3 separate regions of the Zea mays genome follow, and all the other regions are linked to region 1. Evidence: chromatin contacts called from public Hi-C data. All regions are on one chromosome and are shown on one strand. Each heading gives the region's core, a stretch centred on a gene start, on an enhancer-like site or on the middle of the called end of the contact. The rest is flanking DNA. Distances are from core to core; before and after follow the strand shown.

The links. Hi-C and Micro-C count contacts between places; a contact is called where the count stands out from the background.
Region 2: a Hi-C map of tassel shows a contact between it and region 1, with 4 times the contacts expected there. The contact joins the promoter of LOC100383871 here to the promoter of LOC100274509 in region 1. A contact is called at or near these places in 9 of 25 Hi-C or Micro-C datasets (bundle sheath, ear, endosperm and 3 more) and 1 of 3 datasets of contacts at active chromatin or transcription factors (seedling).
Region 3: a Hi-C map of bundle sheath shows a contact between it and region 1, with 10 times the contacts expected there. The contact joins the promoter of LOC100383954 here to the promoter of LOC100274509 in region 1. A contact is called at or near these places in 18 of 25 Hi-C or Micro-C datasets (bundle sheath, ear, endosperm and 5 more) and 2 of 3 datasets of contacts at active chromatin or transcription factors (leaf and seedling).

Annotation. Positions count from the first base shown.
Region 1 is chr5:84,193,094-84,195,845 of Zm-B73-REFERENCE-NAM-5.0, reverse strand. LOC100274509 reads right to left here and starts at 1,304. Exons shown (of 3, transcript NM_001148867.1): 1 at 769-1,304; 2 at 525-686; 3 at 1-419. The coding sequence starts at 1,269. The coding sequence ends at 54.
Region 2 is chr5:84,049,014-84,051,713 of Zm-B73-REFERENCE-NAM-5.0, reverse strand. LOC100383871 reads left to right here and starts at 1,275. Exons shown (of 22, transcript NM_001362219.1): 1 at 1,275-1,449; 2 at 1,547-2,080; 3 at 2,178-2,258; 4 at 2,354-2,456; 5 at 2,648-2,700. The coding sequence starts at 1,318.
Region 3 is chr5:84,382,064-84,384,763 of Zm-B73-REFERENCE-NAM-5.0, reverse strand. LOC100383954 (putative CBL-interacting protein kinase family protein) reads left to right here and starts at 1,280. Exons shown (of 2, transcript NM_001176571.1): 1 at 1,280-1,467; 2 at 1,974-2,700. The coding sequence starts at 2,245. LOC103626647 (formin-like protein 10) reads right to left here and starts at 1,003. Exons shown (of 7, transcript XM_008647046.3): 1 at 705-1,003; 2 at 1-395. The coding sequence starts at 41.

The DNA of each region.
Region 1 (2,752 bases), core at 55-2,554:
TCTAAATCTATATGAGCAGGAATTGGGCTACAACAGCTTTTGCTCATTTCAAGCTAAAACCTGACAAAGACCTCCGAATGCAACGGGTGGGTCTGAGCATCAGGCTCGCCGAAAAATATCTGGGTATTTGCTGAAGCTCTTTCCAGATGCGATATTTCTTTTTTAAGAAAATCAGGCAGCATATCTGAATGAACCTTGCGCAGTCCTTGAGGGTGATCCTCCTTGGGAGCAATCAGAAATAGTTTCTTCAGACTACTAGACTGTCTAAGCAGAAATGCTACTAGCTGCATCTCATTACGGTGCCCCTTGAAATTTGTCAGCTTGGCTAAGCGAAGGTTTTCTAATCCACCTTTTGGCGGGTCCTCCTCCTCCACCTTCAAGAAGTTCTCCGTGAATGCATCACCGGTGTTTGTCGGGAGCTGCATGTTCAGTGGAGCATGTTGAGAAACAGATCAGATACCCATAAACAAACAAAGCAATCGAATGCAGTTTTTCAAGAAGATAAGAAGAAGAAAAACAGAGACCTGCACAAAGAGGCGCTCTAACTGAGGACACGGGCAGGTCTTGAGGAAGCTATAGATGTCAGCAAGGTTGGAGTTGGCCATCCCGAACATGAGCAAATGAAGCTCCCTCAAGCCATGTAGGTTGCTCTCCATTACATCCTTGGCTGTGAAAGAAGAAACATACTGCAAGGCAAGGCGAACAAGTATAAGCGTAGAGGCGGTGAAATGGGCCGGAAGGAAATGGCGCAAACGCCTGAGCAAAAACCTGGAGAGCAATGCTGCAGAGGGTGAGGACAGTGAGGTTCGACAGGCGAGGAACTGCGTAGGGCAAGTTGGTGACTGGAAGGCCGGTCTCTGGCCCGCCGGAGCAGAGGTAGAGATGCTCGAGAGAGGCCTTGGCGCCGGATAGGATGTTGCTGGAGAGGAAGGCGCCGCTGAAGCGGAAGGACCGGAGGCGGGGAGCCACGGGGACCCGCAGCTCGGTGGTACGGGAGCAGTCGACGACGGTGAAGCTCCTGAGGTTGGGCACGCCGACGTTGGTGAAGTCGACGCGGCGCAGGCGGCGGCAGTAGCGGAGGTCAAGGTCCCGGAGGCGGGGACAGGCGGCGACCATCCGGCGCAGCGCGGCGTCGGTGAGGAAGACGGAGTGGAGGTGGACGACCTCGAGCGTGGCGACCATGGCGTTGTTGACGGCCGTGAGGTTGAGCCCGCGCACCGACAGGCGCACGAGCAGCGGGGACCCCATGGGGAACTGCAGGGTGAGCATGCCCGGGCGGCGCGTGCCGCCGCGCGAGCCGCGGCCGCCGGCGCCCGCGCCGCCGTCTACGCGGAGGTGCAGGTCCTCGGCCTCGCACGCCGCCGCGTAGTCGACGCAGCGCTTGAGGTCCGCCTGCGCGAGCTGCCCGCCGTGGAAGGCGAGCGAGAAGCCGTCGACGCGGCGCCGCCCGCGGCGGTCGATCACCGCGAGCGCGGCCGCGGTCGCCGCGGCGGCGGCGGCGCCGCCGCCCGGCGGGAGGCGGATGCTCACCGAGGACGGCTCCGGCCAGCGGTACGCCCAGAGGCGGCGCCAGCGCGAGGAGAGCGCGCCGGTGCGGATGGCCGATTTGAGCGGCAGCAGGCTCAGAATCTGCAGGCGCAGCACGTCGGGAAGGTCCGAGATGCGGTCCTCCTCCTCGGGCTCCTCGTGGGCCCCTCCTGTCCGGCGCCGCTTCTCGCCGCGCCCCGCCATTCCCCGCTCTTCCGCCGGTCTCGCCCCCTTATCGGCGCCGCATCGGGGGGAGGATTCCGGGGTAGGAGGGGTTCGGTCGGGCGCAGCTACAGAGGTGTGAGCAGGGACGGGAGGAAACGGAAGGGGGAGAGACGTGTGGAGGTGTCTCGCTCGCCGCCTGGCCGCCCGCCCGCTGCGGTGGCCTCTTCTTGTGCCTCGCTTCGGGTTTCCCCCCACCCCGCTCTCTCTGTCTGTCTCCCTGCGCCGTGCGTGCCGTGTTGCGTTGTGGCTGGCTGTTGGTGGGTGGTGCGCTGCGCGGGTCACCCGGCTCGCGCTCCTCCGGCCGCTCGCGTCGGACGGACCCCTTTGCGTTGCGTTTGCCCTGCGCCTTGTGGTGGGCTGCGACGTTGCTTTTCGCCGGGTCGCCGGCTGCGACGTTTTCACGCACACCACAAGAGCCCACACCACCCTCCTCATTTCTCAACCCCCTCCACTTTTTCGCTCTTCCTCTGACCGAACAAAGCAAATAATAAAATGCTGCTAGTTTTAGGCAACGAATCAAATACCTGCTACTTCTGCGGTGGCAAGAAATACTCCTTCCCTTCTATAGTGCTCCTGTTTGTTTTTTGGCTGAAATTTACTGTGTCTGTAATGCCTTTGGTAGCTCTTTATGACTTACGCGTAACGGCGTAACTTGTGTAGAGAAAAAAGGACGGCCAAAACAGTCGTCGAAGATGATTGAGGGCCTTTTTGGAGCGCAGAAGATTTCATGCAATTTGTGTAGAAAATTTATAGGAAATTAGGAATCGATTTTGTCGTCGAGGATATCACACCGCGATGTAGTTAGAGATAAAGGAATGAAGATAGCTAGACCGCTTAATCGGAATTGGGAACGACGCGATAGTAAACACATATTTCTTATATACAAACGCGGCGCAAAAGTGATCGCTTGTGAAGCCACGTCAGTCGAAATAGGCTCCGTCGTTAGATCTTTCTTCAATGACCACCGACATCTCACAAGGATCTCTTCCATGCCGACAGC
Region 2 (2,700 bases), core at 26-2,525, 140 kb after region 1:
TCATAGATTTGCCTATGAGTCAATAGTAAATATAAAGGGCATGAATGTAATTTCTCACAGGCCGCGTACTGTGCCTATAAATAGATGAACAGTACCCCCGTACTGTTCACGCTGACTTGTATTCACTTGTGCGTCACGCTTATACTTTTACCTTCTATCAAACCAAAGGTACATTTGTAATTCAATATTGTTTGTCTTTCTATGATAATATAATGAGAATGAATTAATAATGTTACATGATTGTTTACGTTGTTTCTTATATTTCGTATGCTTTTTCTCTTATTAACATATATTGCTATCATGAAGGTATGTCCTTCATGACCTTCGTCTGAAGATCATTATATCCTAAAGGAAATAATGCTTCGTAGGACGAAGGATATTAACATTTAACATTTTGTGTTGGCTTATTCTTAATTCATAGCATTTGAGAACAAATTCTCAACATATATATAGTTGTGTAGTCCGTCTCTTATTTTTTTACTTAGCTCTCTAAAGACCTCTTAACCGACCCTCCCTCAACATGCTCTTTCACGCTAAAATTTTCTCTGATAAACGTGCATTCTTGTCGGTTAGATTATCATTCAACAATATATTATATTTAATACTTTAAATCTTTCATCACGTAGATTTTAAAAAGCTCCTAAAGGCATGTACAAACTAAAGACCCTAGGATAATTATATAATACAAAAGACAACTAATAAATTGTATGATATAATCTAATCTTCTAGATCGTAAATATAGTTAAGAGACAATAAACATATAAAATCGTGAAAAGACGCGAAGAATCTGTCTCTTTTTTACTTAACCCCTTAGAGCAGTCCCAACCCAAGATACTTATAATTTTTTATAGCCTTCACGTCATCTAAAAACTACTACTCCTCTTCAATGTAAATATCAATATTATTGAACTGAAATTAATACACCTCTTCTCTTATTGTGTCTTAGATATCGTGTTGAAATTAAGTCTTATGTAAGATCCAGTTTTTTACTCTTTCTTCATTTAGTTGTTTATCACTATGTGGCAGCTGAATTAATACTATAAAAACTGAATGACGCGGAGGGTTATGATTGCTCTTGTTAGATCGAAGAGGATTGGAGGAGCACCTTTGATCGACGTAACTGAATAAGTACTTAGATGAGATAGTATATACCATAATAAACCATAGTTTATATCTGCGTTTAGATCACTCGTTTGGTCGCTTCCATCTCAAGTGCTGGTTGTGCAACAGTCATTGCCATCCTCCATCCCTCTGAACTCCGAAGGCCGAACCAGTTCCGACGAAACGGTACGGTGACGGCTCACCTCGGGGGTCTCCATGTCCATGGACGGCCCTGCCACCTCGCCGGCAAGCGAGGTGCCGTTCCGCATCAGCTTCTCCGGCCACAGCGGCCACCTCCGCCTCGACCCTACCCCGCACACGCCCAGCCCCATTCCGGACTTCGTCCTGGTACGCTTGCGTTCCCCGCTTCCGCCCTAAATCACTCCTGGCGTTCGATGCAACCTTTAAAACCCTAAACCCACCGTTGTGGCAATGACGACCACAGCCGCCGGCATACCCGGCCGAGAGCCCGAGCAGCGTGAAGGAGTACCTCGAGAGGAACTACCTCGACCCCGAGCTGCACCTCCCCACCGCGGCCGATAGCGGGAGGGTGTGGGATGTCGACTGGTTTGCCCTGGCCAGGCCGCCGCTGGAGCCCTCCGCCCCCCGCACCATGCTCGCGCCCGTCTGGGTGCCGCCTTTCCGGCGCGGGCAGGAGAAGTTGCAATCCGCGGCAGAGTCGCGAGTGTGGGACCCTGAGTCCGTGCAAATGGAGATGGTCGACGTGTTCGATTCGGGGACCGGGGGGATAGCGCCCCGGATGCCTGGTCCGGCGAAGGACTTCGTCAGGGGGAGCATCAACAACAGACCTTTTCGTCCAGGCGGTCTGCAGGATGACGCCGCTGAGGCGGCTGCGCTGGAAAAGGCGTTCCCAGAGGGTGCAAGGACTGGTGATTGGGTGCGTGAGCTCATGAGCGGTGGCCCGGCGCAGGTTGCGCCTCCAGGGTTCCGTAAGGGATTGGAGCTGGGCCAGTTGAAGGTTTGACCCTTACTTGTGTCTCTTCCACTATATAACCACAATCACCGATGTGGTCATGTGGATGTGCCAAACTGTGCAGCGGCTACTTTTCTTGTAGGGGTATGAAAGCCACTGGAAGTGTTTCCGGGATGGAGAACTTGTAGAGGAGCAACCTGCATCATCATCGAATGACACAATGGTAATCAGAACACATATTTTGCATTTGAACAATCCACATCTGTGCTTACTTTGCCATTGTAGAGTTGTAGCCTTGATTATCCCATTGTTCTGCAGGAGAAGTACTCTGTGCAGTTTGATGATCTTTTCAAGATAGCGTGGGAGGAAGATACTGCCAACAAGTTGTTGAAGGACGGTGTTGTTCAACAATCTGCTGAAGGTGAAGGAATCAATGGTACTTTATTGTTCTCACACATCATATTTTTAAGTTACATGAGTACACTGTCTTGGCAAATTGTAATAGCTAAAAGGTAATGGGACATTGTAACCACTGTTGCTACTAGGACATTAGCATTCAGTTCATTTACCAAAGCCTGGTTTCTTGTTAAGATTTTCATTTTTCATTGGCAGAAATTGGCGAACAAAAAGTTGATGCATTGCAGGATGAGTTCGAGAGTATAACA
Region 3 (2,700 bases), core at 31-2,530, 190 kb before region 1:
GCAGCTGCCACCAACAGCAACACGAATCCTAAACCCCTCATCACTTGTTGCCTCCTATGAGCTCATTCCTCCTCCTCCTTTCGTCGACCAAGAAAAGGAAGAAAAAGATGACACTTTTTGTGGTCTTTGTGGAGTGTAGAACACGAAGATTCCTTTTGGCTGCACCAGACTAGCTAGATTTGTCCTTAGAGACGGCCTGGGGTTTGCTAGTGTGAAGTGTGTAGAAGAGTCAAACACCAACACATTGATTAGCAACAAAGAATAGTGAGCTGAAATCAAGGTCACAGATGCTTTTACTTTGAGCATCACAAGAGGTTAGGCCGGATGGCACAAGGAGTCGGCGAATGGTAGAAGTAGAAGGAAATGTTGACTTGGGCACGCGCACCTGCATCTGCCTGCACCCAAGAAATAATAATAAGAATAATAAAGAACACATATCTTTTTTTATATGCTGTGGTCAGAATCTCCAGTATTGTGGACAACATTGGACGGCACAGATCTAGAATCAATGTATTCTGTGCGTCATGATTCGAGCTCTAGCTTAGGCTTAGCTTCGGTTGTTGCCGAACATTGTAAAAAGCTTTGACGTGTTGCTGGGTCGTTTACTCCTGTGGAGGCGTGGAAGCCATGGCCGCTCCCCCAAGAGAAAATAAAAATGTAGCAGTAGCTTGCAAGCGGGAAAGCCAAGAAGGCGTGTCTCGCACCTGTCTCTGACCAAGACGCGCGCATGGAAGAGAAAGCGTCGGGAGGCGGTTGAGATGCGTGGGCGGGCGGGCGGCCAGGCATCCACACGTCTGACGCCTCCCCGCGGTCGGCGCCTCGGCGTGGCAATATACCGGCGTGCCCCGAGCGCGCCGGGGCCTTCTTCTACTCGAGGCGTGGCAACTCCCGCGTGCGCGAGGCCGGCTTCCTTGGACCTGCTGCCGCCCTCGCCACCGGCGATAGCCGCCCGCCGCATCCATTCCCTCGCCTTCTCGCCACGGCGCCAGGCAAACGATGCACAAGAAAAAAGGAGGGACAAAACAAAGAGGGAAAAGAACGAGCGGCGTGGGCCGTTGGCCCATCGGGCCCTTGGAGAAATTAGGCAAGTGGGGCCCAGTGACATGGCCGCTCTGGCTGTCCACGGCCGGTCAGCCGCGAGCGAGAGCTGGGCTGAGCTGCCGTGCGCGTGCTAACCTGGACTGGGCAGCAGGCATCAGACGCATCTCGCGGCATCTCGGCATGTGGAAGCTGTGAAGAGGAGAAGACGCGGAGAGGAGATGCTGCAACAGAAGCCGAACCGAACGAAAGGAAGGAGAGAGAGAGAGAGAGAGAGAAAAAAAAAGGACGGCTCCGCCCAAGGGTCGGAAGGGAGGGAGTTGCCGCGCCGCGGCCGGTTCGATCCTTTGCGCGAGATCGAGCTTCTCCGGTTGGTGTTGGGGCTGGCGACATCTGGGATCCGTCGTCTCTCCTCGTGTTCTTGAGCAGGTGACGATTTACTCTTTGTTGCGTGTGCATGGGTGGGGGTCGATCTGCCTGGTTGTTTAAGGGCGTAATCGCACTGTTCTGTGATTAGTTTAGGACCACCGAGGTCGCAGCTTACTTTTGCGGTGGACTAGGATTCGGGATGCTTTGTGATTTAGCCTTCAGCGGGTGGTAGGACCGTAGGAGGATTCCCGTGGTAATCGCTGGTGAGATTTTGCTCTGGTTTCGGATTTTGGGGTTAGCTTCTGCTGAAGTGCTTGTTCGAGCAAACTAATATCCAAGCATTTAGCGGTGCTGCGTGGTACGCGTACGCCCCCCATTTTAGACTATACTTGAGCTCCAATTGCCCAACTGATATTAGTTTTGCAGTATTGTTTTGCAGATTCCTGAGATACCTACCAACCCCTGATCTCCAATTGCCCAATTGATCCCCATTTGAGTTATTACTAGTTGTTGATTCCAATTCCATTACATGTTTGCCCTAACTAGATATTCCCTTTTCCGTGCAGTTTTCCACTTGCCTGGCAAAAGAACATTTGACTTGGAAGAGCAAACACTGGAAGCTTTGTGGTTTGTCCTAAGTGATCCTATCAAGTTCTCATAGGCTGCATACTGGTACAGCATTTTCTCCTGTGTTTTGGGCCACAGAAGAGGGGGGAGCCAAGGATTTTTCTATCTCGTAAGCCGCGGCCTTGGTGCTCATAGTTACCCTAGTCTGTAAGCTGGAGATTGTAAAAAGCCATATCTGTTCCTCTATCACTGTATATAGAGATCTACATAATGGACGAGAGGAGGACTATTTTGATGGACCGTTACGAAATCGGGAGGCAGTTAGGCCAAGGAAACTTCGCCAAGGTATACTTTGCTCGGAACCTGACCGACGGGCAGTCCGTTGCGATAAAGATGATCGATAAGGACAAGATCACGAGGGTTGGGCTAATAGTGCAGATAAAGAGGGAGATCTCTATAATGAGGCTGGTGAAGCATCCGAATGTCCTGCAGCTCTTCGAGGTAATGGCTAGCAAGAGCAAGATCTACTTCGTATTGGAGTACGCTAAAGGCGGCGAGCTGTTCAACAAAGTATCAAAGGCGAAGCTCAGCGAGGATGCCGCGAGGAGGTATTTCCACCAGCTGGTTAATGCCGTGGACTACTGCCACAGCCGAGGCGTCTACCATCGCGACTTGAAGCCGGAAAACCTACTCCTGGACGAGAACGAGAACCTTAGAGTCTCGGAC